3 separate regions of the Mus musculus genome follow, and regions 2 and 3 are each linked to region 1. Evidence: chromatin contacts called from public HiChIP or PLAC-seq and Micro-C data. All regions are on one chromosome and are shown on one strand. The core of a region is the stretch at or near the end of the contact, and the rest is flanking DNA. Distances in the headings are between cores, read along the strand shown.

Evidence for each region. A called contact is a pair of places that touch in the nucleus more often than the background predicts. HiChIP or PLAC-seq counts read pairs in DNA pulled down with a chosen protein or histone mark.
Region 2: an H3K4me3 HiChIP or PLAC-seq map of embryonic stem cells shows a contact between it and region 1, with 3 times the contacts expected there. The contact joins the promoter of Gmeb2 here to the enhancer-like site in region 1. A contact is called at or near these places in 9 of 39 promoter capture datasets (the 3T3-L1 cell line, 3T3-L1-derived adipocytes, the HPC-7 cell line and 5 more), 1 of 484 Hi-C or Micro-C datasets (embryonic stem cells), 3 of 115 datasets of contacts at active chromatin or transcription factors (embryonic stem cells and extraembryonic endoderm stem cells) and 2 of 9 other capture datasets (adipose tissue and pancreatic islet).
Region 3: a Micro-C map of embryonic stem cells shows a contact between it and region 1, with 2.1 times the contacts expected there. The contact joins the promoter of Tcfl5 here to the enhancer-like site in region 1. A contact is called at or near these places in 3 of 39 promoter capture datasets (frontonasal cranial neural crest, liver and stem cell-derived epiblast-like cells), 3 of 484 Hi-C or Micro-C datasets (the HL-1 cell line and embryonic stem cells), 1 of 115 datasets of contacts at active chromatin or transcription factors (embryonic stem cells) and 1 of 9 other capture datasets (pancreatic islet).

Annotation. Positions count from the first base shown.
Region 1 is chr2:180,903,519-180,907,324 of GRCm38.p6, reverse strand. Ythdf1 (YTH N6-methyladenosine RNA binding protein 1) reads left to right here. Exons shown (of 5, transcript NM_173761.3): 5 at 1,657-2,948. The coding sequence ends at 1,683. Among named protein-coding and RNA genes, the nearest start is that of Mir124a-3, 11 kb to the right of the region's middle. Within about 2 kb of position 1,699, at least 12 of the 459 cell types and tissues checked have an H3K27ac peak or open chromatin away from gene starts, as enhancers often do. A contact at or near this core is called in embryonic stem cells, liver and pancreatic islet, where this site is marked.
Region 2 is chr2:181,285,797-181,289,602 of GRCm38.p6, reverse strand. Gmeb2 (glucocorticoid modulatory element binding protein 2) reads left to right here and starts at 1,637. Exons shown (of 10, transcript NM_198169.2): 1 at 1,637-1,719.
Region 3 is chr2:180,640,997-180,644,802 of GRCm38.p6, reverse strand. It overlaps Tcfl5 (transcription factor-like 5 (basic helix-loop-helix)), which reads left to right and starts at 2,112. Exons shown (of 6, transcript NM_001360335.1): 1 at 2,112-2,827; 2 at 3,739-3,806. The coding sequence starts at 2,214.

The DNA.
Region 1 (3,806 bases), core at 450-2,949:
CTTGAACTTACAGAGATCCATGTACCTCTCTGCCTCCTGGGCTTTCGAATTGAAGGCCACCTCTACACCTGTTATTTTGGTTATTTTGTTTGTTTTTGAGACAGGGTCTCAGATACTTTCTTTTTTCCATTTAAATTTGGTTTTACTCATTACATTTTACACATGTATTGTGTGCTGGGGTATGTGCTAGGACTGAAGGCTAAAGGAGCCAGACACTGTCTCCCTCCTCCAGCTGCTTTAATAGCAGCCATTGCACTTTAGGGAGACAGGCTTCTGCTTGAAAAGAGTTTTTCTCTTTGCACCTCAGGGTAGAAGGTTATGAATTCTTACTAGTGATCCTCCTACTCATTGATCTGGGTGAGAAGCCTCACCTTGGACTTTGGGTGGTAGTCGTTGCTGTGGCTGGCATTTGTTTAGTCCAGGCTAGCCCCAAAGGAAAGTACAGATTTTGGCTCAGGTGTAGTTAGGCACAGTAGCATGTGCTGGTGATCCCAGTGCTTAAGAGGTGTGTGTGGGCAGAAGGATCAGTTCAAGACCACCCTTAAGTACATGAAACATTGTCTCAAAACCAAGCCTAAAGTAAGCAATTACAAACTACAGTAACTGTATAGGTATTCTACAGACAGCTTTCTCAGTTCACACCTAGGATGACCATGCTGGGTACTGAACCTTTAACCTGAATGTAGTTTTTTGTATTTATGCACTTTCTCAGATAGCATGACAGTGGTACATGAGGGAGACTGGGGATGATGGGAGTGTGTGTGTGTGGGTATGACAGATAGACAGATATGTGACTACTGTACAGTGGGTCCAAAAAGGGTTAGGACAGAACATTGTGTATGTAGTGCATGCTCCTTGCATCAGAGACACCTTGTTATTGGCTGAATTTAGATGAATTGCTAGAGAGACAAGGTAGCTACTAGATGGGACGCACTGATCAGAAACCAGCTAGGCAGACATGAAGACTGGGTGTAAATTCCAGGTTGCTGTGACATGCATGCTGGGGATAGGAAGCTGTCTGTGGATGTAGGAAGTCAGTTCAGTTGAGGACTTTGTCAGTACTGCTGGAGGCCACAGAGGAAACTTGAGCTGATGGGAAGGGCTTAAACGAGGTGGATCTAGCTTGTCTTCCTATCATACTTGGTCCTGACTTGGAGCTTACTTATAGCCTGTCAAATTTTGGTATTTTCTGAGTGATTGGTTTGTCAAAATTAAAGAAATTTAGAAAAATAATTCCTTTGTACTAGGCATGCTAGAGTGCCTGCCCTGTGCATGCTGGTCCCTCCCTGGGGTGCAGGTGCTTTTGTTGTTCTACTGTTTTTTCACTGGGATGATTGGCACATGAGGGAGAGCTGGCTGGGTTGGGGGAGGGGAGGCATGGGATGAGTGGGCAGAAGACACATGATTGGACATGTCTCTGTAACTTCTGTGCAGAGGGTCTTGAGAAAGGATAGGACAGCATATGGTGGCTCCTGCCCTGGTCTGTGGGACCAGGCTGCTTGGTAGTTCAGAACTAGATCCGCAGGGACAGACCAGACAAGCACACATCCCCTTTTGCTGCAGCTAACAAAATGGCCTGAGGCCTCGACTTTGTGGGCCTTCATCTGCAAATCAAAGTGCTTCATGAACTTATAACCTCTTCTCTTCTTTTTACAGGAAAGACAGAATCGAAACAAACAATAAGAACAAGCCAGTTTGTTTTTGGTTAATGGTTGACTTTGAAAACAGAGTTTTAAAGCTGTATGCTTGGTGCTGTCTCCGAGTCAGCTCCAGTGTCGTCCTCGTGCGGGGTTGATTGTTGCATCTTTATCTTTGTAGTTCATTTTTGCCAGATGGATCTGCATTCATTTGTATTTTTCTATGTATTATAATATTGTAGAACTCACTAATAAAGGAGTATTTTGTTTGTCAGCTTATCAGTCAGATTGACCTAATGCAAAATATAAATATTCTTCAAAACAAAACACCTAATACATCCCAAAGATATTTTTATTTTGGCAGAAATTATGTTCTTATTCTTATATCTAGCCATTTAATATCCCTATAGGATACTTCATATTTCTTGTCCTCTCCTGCTTTACAGCAAACAAAAAGCCCATTCAGCATGTGCTGTTGATGTCTCTTCACAGTACTGAAGTGGCTTGCCATTTTACTATCTGTGGTATCCATCATATTGCTGACCTGCCCTTTTGAGTTTCCTACTAGACAAATAACTTTTAGTTTTAAGTGTGCTCACAGCTGTCTATGGGCAAGCTGTCCATAGTTTAGTGCCCACACAGAGCGGTGCTCCAGTTCTCCTTGCCACCGTCTGCCACTGCATGAGGTTTGGGCTCTGTGGCAAGGAACTAGAAGGTGTTTTAAGTCTGGTTCAGCTTTGCGACATTCTTAGTTGTTCGTAGATCATTTTTAGTTGTCCTCTTTCTTCTCTAGAGAATCCTGATGCTGTCTTAAGTTTTTATACCAGTAACGCTAAGCTTTAATTGTAGGAATCTGATAGTACAGGCAGTGTGATGGATGCTGCTGCCGACTGTAAATTTCACTGTGTGTCTATTTTTTTTTTCTGTTGAATGGGTGAAAAAAGCAAAAAAACAAAAAATCCTTTAGAAAACAAATTTGCTATCATGTTTTGTGGAATGAGGAGCCTCGGAGGAGCTCACCGCCATCTGGAGTTGGAGTTTAGCATGAAAGTGGTGCTCATGCCCGACGCCCTCGCATACTGAATCTGCACGCGCCCACTGTAGAGGATCTTTACTGTCTTAGAGAGCAGATACCTTCCGAAACTATTTACTCCAAAAGACCCTCTGAGTTAACATTTAAGCTGTATTATTTAGACTTGTATTTAGAACGTGTCACTTCCTCGAGCTGTTACTGCCTGTACGGAGTCGTGGACAACATCGGATACCTGTCCTCTAGGAGAATACAAGCCTTAATAAACACCTGTTGAGCAAGCTTGTGTGTTCTTGTTTTCCCTGCTATATGTGCCTTGTCTCTCTCTTATAGCTGAAAATCTATGGGGTCTGCTCTAAGCAGTGGAAGCCAAGGGCTGCAGTTTTGCTTACTCCTGGGTACTAAAGGGACAGAGAAACTTTCATAGCTCCATGTAGGACTTGGAATTCAGTCCCCAACTATGTAAGAATGTGAAGCTGACAGAGGTGGACGAGCTGTTCAGCAGCCATATATGACTTCGTTTGCACACTTGCCTCCAGGCTGGTACTCCTTGATCTCTCCCTTATGTCTTCTGAAAATTCACTGTTGTAGACATCCAATGTACTCTCTCTAGTAACTAAATCTCACATGTTAAACATTTCTCCCCCCCCCCCCCTTTTAACTAGGTATTTTATTTATATTTCAAATGCTATCCCGAAAGTTCCCTGTATCCTCCCCCTGCCCTGCTCCCCTACCTACCCACTCCCACTTCTTGGCTCTGGCGTTCCCCTGTACTGGGGCATATAACGTTTGCAAGACCAAGGGGCCTTTCTTCCCAATGATGGCCGTCTAGGCCGTCTTCTGCTACATATGCAGCTAGAGACATGAGCTCTGGGGATACTGGTTAGTTCATATTGTTCCACCTATAGGGTCTGCAAACCTATAGCTATAGGGTTGCAGACCCCTTCAGCTCTTGGGTACTTTTTCCAGCTCCTCTATTGGGGGGCCCGTGTTCCATCCAATAAATGACTGTGAGCATCCACTTCTGTGTTTGCCAGGCACTGGCATAGCCTCACATGAGACAGCTGTATCAGGGTCCTGTTGGCGAAATCTTGCTGGCCATGTTAAACATGTCTTAAAGACAAAGGATGTACACCAAG
Region 2 (3,806 bases), core at 388-2,887, 380 kb before region 1:
GGGGTGGCGGGCACACAGCAATACCAGCTGATGACACCACCTATTCCTTCCACAGATACGGCTCTGCACTGATGAGGGTTGCCTACAGTAGAACTAATCTCAGGCACTGGCAATCAGAATCTGTAATTCTGAGCAGGCTGGGGAAGCTGATTTTTTACATCTGCTAGACTCAAGCTGGGAGAGCTTATGCATGCCTCCAACGATGGTGGTGGTCTTCTACATTCTTCAGCTTCCCTGAACAAATGCTCAGACTGGCCACCAGCTCTTCTCTAGCCAGACCATTTGATCTCATTAGCATTTATTTTTGCAATGACAAACTCACATAACCAAAACAAACAGCAATGACAAAGACTTCCTCATCTCCTTCAGAGTGAAAGTGCAAGTCTCTTATTTACAGTGTTAATTACGTGAAAATGTTGCTTGTTAGTTTCCCATTCTAGCTGCCACCCTGTTAACAGTGAACTCTTGTTCCCGTCCAAGCAGACATCCATTTCTACTCTAAGGATTCTAAGATGGGCAGAGCAGGGATCCTGAAGCCCTTAATTCTAGTGATCACATTCTGAGAGCTGGCTTGGCACTTAGAATTGGCTGTCTTCAGCTGCTTGAAAGCAAGGGGTGGTGGGGAAGGTAAGGGTTTTACTGCCAAGACTACAATGTCTAACAGGGTGCCCAGGCTCCACCAGGGCCAAGATAAACAAGTCTCATTTTGACAGGACCTGATGTTACCTTTGAACCACACAAGAACTGCTTGTCTTTGGCTTTCAACTGTAAGGAACTTAATAAATGTTGGTTACCTTAAATACGCGACCTTCCCTACAAGTTAGAAAAATAAAAGAAATTCTTCGGGCACCCAAGGCCCTCCATGAGACTTTTATGGCTCCAAGATACTTAAGACACTTAACTTTTTGTCTTATTTATTTATTTATTTTCAGAGCTGAGGTCCAAACCCAGGGCCTTGTGCTTGCCAGGCAAGCGCTCTACCACTGAGCTAAATCCCCAACCCCGACACTTAACTTTTAAATTTCATTTAAAACTTTAAATAATGGGCCGGGCATGGTGATACACACTTTAATCTCAGAACTCGGGGCTCTTTGAGTTCCAAGTCAGTCTGATCTACATAGCGAGTCCGTTTAAAAAAAAAAAAGTTTAAATCATGTTGGACTACCCGCTGCAATGTCAGTTGGTCAACTTCGTGAAAACACCGCTCCGCACTGAGTAGTTTGAAAAAGCAAATTCGCAATGCCTTCAATTTTAAAAAAAAGAAACACGATTCTGTCAGAAATGGTTAAGAACGTCCGCACATGAGTTTTAGGACAGTGTCACTGCAAGGCCGAGGCTGGGTTGCAAAGCACACACCTGGGATACTCGGTTCCCTAGTGGAGCCCAAACGCCAGGACTACAAACCTCGGCCTGAACCACAGAACACCTAATTGGGCAGGCACGCAGACCACACGCGCAGGCGCACAAGAGTCCTACGGGGGCAGTATCTCACCACACTGTTCGCTTCCGCGCTGGGCGCCAAATAAGTCTCCAGGCCCGCCCGGCCCGTGCGTGCGCGGCCTCGGTGTTGCGTCACTAGGAAGCGCGCGCCCGAGCCGCCGCCGCCGCCGCCGCCGCCGCCGAATCCCCAACAAGGAGCGAAGGCTGCGGCCGCCACCGCCACCACCCGCCGCCGCACCCGTCACAGCCGGGCGCCGGAGCAGGCCCGTGTGGGCCCAGGTAAGCGGCATCGGCGCGCCCGCGCACCCCCGCGGCGAGGCTTCTCGCGCCGCTCACGCGCCGCCGTCCAGTCAGGGGTCCCTGCGGAGCGTCAGGACGTTACGGCGGGGGGAGGGGAGGCCGGGGGAGGGGCGGCGGGCGCGCGAGGGCGGCGGCGGCGTCAGGCGCGGCGGCGTCAGGCTGGCGGGCGGGCGCGGGCGCCTGGCGGGAGGGCTCGCGAAGGCGGCTCGCTTCCGGCCTCCATCTTGGCCTCGCCAGAGGCAGGGTCGGGTCGTCCGTGAAAGCCGAGGCGGAAGGGGCTGGAGGAGTGGGGAGCGGTTAGGCGGGAGTGGTGGTGTTTGGGACCCATCGGTGGGCACCAGATGGGTCGGGTTCCTGAGGGCGGGTGGAAAGATTGGGAACGACTCATGGGTGGGACCCGTATTGCTGAACCCCTGGCTTGGAACTGAATCTAGAGGCCAGGATCATCAGGATAGGTACTTGATATCAGTGGAACCATGTCAGGGTGGACCTGTCAGATGGGAACCACGTTGATGGGGACCCATTTGTAGAACTGTGTGGTTGGAGGGAATTATTTTGAGTGGATAATCTTATTGCTGGGAACCGAATCGGTTGGCCCAGTTTTAGTCACGATTGGTGACATTTTTAGGTATTTAGTTGGTTACTTCACTGCTGAGCCAATGTTCTCTGTCTTGAAAACATTTCAAACCCAACAGTTTCAAATTATCATTCTTAATAAGTTAAAATTAAATCGATAATATGACTACCTGTCTAGTTTGTTTCTTCATAGGAAATATGGAAAGCTTTCTGGGAAGACATCCTGGAGTACACATACATACATACCATTTGGATATAAAATGGAGAGTGCCAAGAACAAACATGTCAGTGTATGTGCGTATGTGACTGAGAAAAACAAACCTAGGCCATAGATTAACCCACTTTGTGACCTACCTGAAAAGATATTTAGGTGTCCCTTCTGTGCCAGGAGACCAACTCATGGAATGGGCCTGCCTTATGGTAAGGTTTACTAGTCCCTACATTTCATCTTCCCTCCTCCCTGCCTTCCTAGACAGTCTTAGTATCTAGACTGAGGCCATAATCCGAGCATGTGGGAAACAGATGCAGATGTTGTTGAAGGTCAGCCTGGTCTACAGAATGAGTTCCAAGACATACAGAATGACAAAAGGAGAGAGGGGAAAAAATATTTAAGACTGACCTGGAACTAACCTAGGACTTTATTTATTTATTTATTTAGAGACAGGGTTTCTCTGTATAGCCCTGGCTGTCCTGGAACTCACTTTGTAGATGAGGCTGTAGATGATGAGAAATCTACCTGCCTCTGGGTAGGACTCATTCTTAATAGCTTGTGATTATTTTGGAAAATGGCCCCTAGTTTCTTCTTGCTTCTTTTTCTTTGTGAAGGTTTCCATGCGATCATCCTTGGTTTTAGTCAGCTTATATTTCTTGGTTTCTTGGGTCTTTGGGTCAGGGTAGTACAGGGATTGGATGTTATTGATGATTAGTAGCCTGGAAGTCAACCTTTACTTTCCTTTGGCCCTTAGGGATCCTCCAGAGACCCAGGTTCCGCCCAGAACCAAGATCATTGATTGGCATATTTACAGGTGGTAATTAACAAGGGGAATCTGAAAAGCTTAGCATTATGCTTTCTAGCAGAAGTTCATAAGAGTAAGAGCTTCCAGTTGTTGAGGTTTGGAGCTAGGTGTGGTGGTGGTGCACATCAGTAATTCCAGCATTCAAAAGGCTGAGGCAGGAGGATATGTGCTGCTTGGTGAATGCTAGTCAGTAACAATTACTGTGATAAAATTAACTTCTGTCTAGGCAGTGGTGGTACACGCCTTTAATCCCAGCACTTGGAAGGTAGAGGCAGACAGATTTCTGAGTTTGAGGCCAGCTTGGTCTACAGAGTGAGTTCCAGGACAGCCAGAGCTACACAGAGAAACCCTGTCTTGAAAAAAACAAAAACAAAATCAACTTTTGAGCCAGGTATGCCTCACTAATCCCTGTACTGGAGAGGCAGAGGCAGGAAGATCTCTGAGAGTTCAAGGCCACCTTGTTTTACATAGTTC
Region 3 (3,806 bases), core at 863-3,362, 260 kb after region 1:
TAGGCTGTGTTCAAGGTTATAGCAACTTTCCTGCAACCCTAAGTGTTGAGGTTATAGATATAATCAATATGTGTCACTGGGTCTCATGTGCAGCCCTACTGGCCTGGAACTTGTTATGTAGATCAAGGGGCCTCACAATCACAGAGATCTGTCTGTCTCTGTACTAAGTGCTGGGTTGAAGGCATGTGCAACCACACACAGCCCAGAGAAATGTAATATAGGCACTCCAAGGCCTGGCTTTGTGTCTACCTTGCTAGCTACTGTTTTTCCATACATATTTAATGTTCTTTAGATTTATGTGTATGCGTTGCTTGCACATAGGTACAAACACCTCGTGAGTGCCTGGTGCCCTGGAGATCTAAAGAGAACATTGGATTCCTTAGAATTGGAGTTACAGATGGCATGAACTATCACATAGGTGCTGGGAACCAAACTGAGGTACTCTGTAAGAGCAACAAGTGCTCTCTTAACTGCTGAGCCATCTCTCCAGCTTATTTTCCCATATTTAAATCATGTCTCCGTAATGTGATCTTGTAGGACTTGAACATTTCATCTGCTTATTTCTGGTTTGCCCCTTTTGCCTCTTTACACTGCAACCCCATGTTGCCTCCTTCATTTTCTTGTCAGTGGTAGCTCTAAAACTTTTAGTGAGCATTTTCAATCTATCCAGGTCTTCCTTGGGCTGTAGAGATCCAAATTTATACCTTCCTTGTGTATGATCTCCTTTAGTACAGGTCTACTAGTAATAAGATAGCCATTTGACTTTTCTTCCAATGCTGGAGATCAAACCTGGGACCTCACACATCTATCTCTGAATTCTATCCTAGGCTTATTTACATTTTGTATATTAGGAAAAAGATACCTCCAATATCAGTATCCAGAGGCTGAGTTAAGAGGATCACCCCAAGTTTGAAGCCAGTCTGGCCACAGTGTCAGTCTTGTTTTAAAAATAGCTTTGCAAGGCATAGAATTATGAGGTGATACCATCACCTTAGGTATACAATTATGACACTATCTTTGCAGGCAAGCCTGTGGTGCATCTTCTTGATTGGCAATTGCTGTGGGTGGGCTCACCTCACTGTGGATGGTGCCACTCCTGGGCTGGAGGTACTGCTATAAAAAAGCAGGTTGAGCTGGGCATGGTGGCACATGCCTTTAATCCCAGCACTTGGGAGGCAGAGGAAGGCAGATTTCTGAGTTTGAGGCCAGCCTGGTCTACAAAGTGAGTTCCAGGACAGCCAGGGCTGTACAGAGAAACCCTGTCTCGAAAAACAAAAACAAAACAAAACAAGGCAGGTTGAGCAAGCCATGAGGAACAAAAACAGTAAGAAACACTCCTCCATGGCTTCTCCATCACCAGTACCCGCCTTGCTTAAGTTATTGCCCTGAGTTCCTTCAGTGATTGTTACATTGAAGTGTCAAGAGAAAACCCTTTCTTCCCTAAACTGATTTTGGTCATGTTTTACCACAGCAAAAGAAACCCTAACTCAGACACTGGATATAAAGTTATATGGTGGTGCTATCTTTGCTGGGTATAAAAGAGTTGATGCTTTCTCTGCAGGTAGAAAGATAGCTCAGCATATGTGAGACCCTAGGTCTAATCCCCAGCTTGACTGAAATAGAATGGAAACCTGGAGTGCATATTGCATAAAGCACCCAAAGTGGGTGAACAAGGGCTGGGCTGGGGACAGCTAATAAAAAGCATGGTAGCACTGCAGAGGCATGGCTAGGAAGATGCAAGACTGGGCTAAGTAGGGAATGGGGAGCATCAAGTAGCAAGCTCCTGGCAAGTGGGCAGGGAGCAGCTGACCAGGGAGGGGACCAGCCTAAGGCCAACTTGGGGGCAGTGGGCGTGTCTTTATGAGGGTGTGATTAAACTGGGCGTGGCCACGCGGGGCGTGGCCTGTCCATGGTTTGAACTCAAGGCCACTGGGGGGGGGGGAGGATTCGGGGGCGGGGCAAGCGGGCGGGCAGTTGGCTGGGGGTCGGCGGGTAACGGAGGGGCGTGGCCCAAAAGGGGTGGGGTTACCGTTGTGGGCGGGATTGCGCAGGCGCACTGCTCCTGAGGTGCTCAGCGGTTTCCCTCCCCCAACGGCGCGCCCGCGGTGGCCGGCGCGTCGTCTGCGGAGGCCGCGACCCCGCCTCGCCGCCCGCCCGCGTCTGCGTCGCCGTCCCCGCGCCCGCGCCCCGCCGTTGGGCCGCGCCGCGCCGGCATGTCGGGCCCCGGGCCGCGGGAGCCGCCGCCTGAGGCGGGCGCGACGGGCGGCGAGGCGGGCCCCGAGGGCGCGGGCGGCGGGGACGCGGCGCTGGGAGAGCCGGGGCTGAGCTTCACGACCACCGACCTGAGCCTGGTGGAGATGACGGAAGTGGAGTACACGCAGCTGCAGCACATCCTCTACTCGCACATGGAGGCGGCGGACGGCGAGCTCGAGGCGCGCCTGGGCTCCGCGCTGCTGGCCGGCCCGGGCGCGGGCTCGGGCGCGGCGGGCTCGCTGGCGCCGGCGCCGCCCGTGTACCCAGTGCTGTGCCCGCCGCTGGCGGCCGACGCGCCGTGCCTGGGCCACGTCGACTTCCAGGAGCTGCGTATGATGCTGCTGGGCGAGGCGGGCGCGGCGGAGAAGACGCCCGGCGGTGCGGACGGGACGCGGACGCGGGCGGACGGCGTGGCCAAGGAAGGCGCGGGCGGTGCGGGGCCCGACGGCGCACCGGAGGCCCGGGCCAAGCCGACCGTACGCGTCCGTCTGGAGGACCGCTTCAACAGTATGCCGGCCGAGCCGCCTGCGCCGCGCGGTGCTGAGCCCGCCGAGTCGGGCGTGGCGCTCAACAAGTGCGTGCGGGGCGCAGGCGCGGGGGCGTCGGGGAAGGAGGGGCCTGATTGCAGAGCTGGTGTAGGCTGGTGGGGTCAGTCCTTCTGGGCATCTGCCTCATCTGGGTGGATATCTGAAGGGCTCCAGCAGGGCCACCTGTTGGGTCGGGGAGGATATCTGGACGGGGTCAGCAGGGCTGTTTGCGGTGTCTGCGTGTACACAAGGGCCAGGGCAGGTCTTGTACTTGCGAGGGCCAGTGTAAAGGGGCAGGCAGTCTGGGTACTAGATAGGGGTCTGAGGCCGGTCTGTTCTGAATCACCTGAAGGTGATCTGGAGGGTGTACTCTATACAAGTGCTAGGTGGCAATTCTAAGGAGTACCTTGGGGGTTGTGAACTTTTGGTCTCTCTCTGCGCCCCCAAAAGGAGAGGAAGAGGTCTAGGAACTGTTCTCTTTGCTCCTGTCTCCCTCCTGATTGGCATGGGAAGCTGCTAAGCCTCTGGTGCAGATTTGGGATAGAGGCTTACAGATGTGGACTTGTGGTGGGGAAAGGAGAGAGTTTTAAGATTAAGCTGAAATGTGTGGCGGCTCCTGGCCCACTTAAGTGTCCTCCCAGGTAGCTGTTGAAGACACTGACTCCTATTGAAGACACTGACTCCGCAGTTTTCCACTCTGGCTGTCCTGGTCTTTGACCATCCTTGACAGATTTTAAGGATGACAAATTGGTATCCGGGAGTGCTGCAGGCAGGGAGGAGACAATGGACTTCACCAGCGCCATGGGCCAGTGGATCATTTGGCCATGTCCAGGACCATTTGAGAATCAGGGCAGAGTCTAGCATGACAAGAGTTAGTGGTGAATGGGTGATGGCAATGTTTTGGGAGCCTCTCTGCCACCTATTCCTCAGGTTTCTGGGTTTTCTTTTGTCTTGGCAGTTTGGTAACTCTTATTCGACATCCATCTGAATTAATGAATGTTCCTCTTCACCAGCAACAAAACAAAT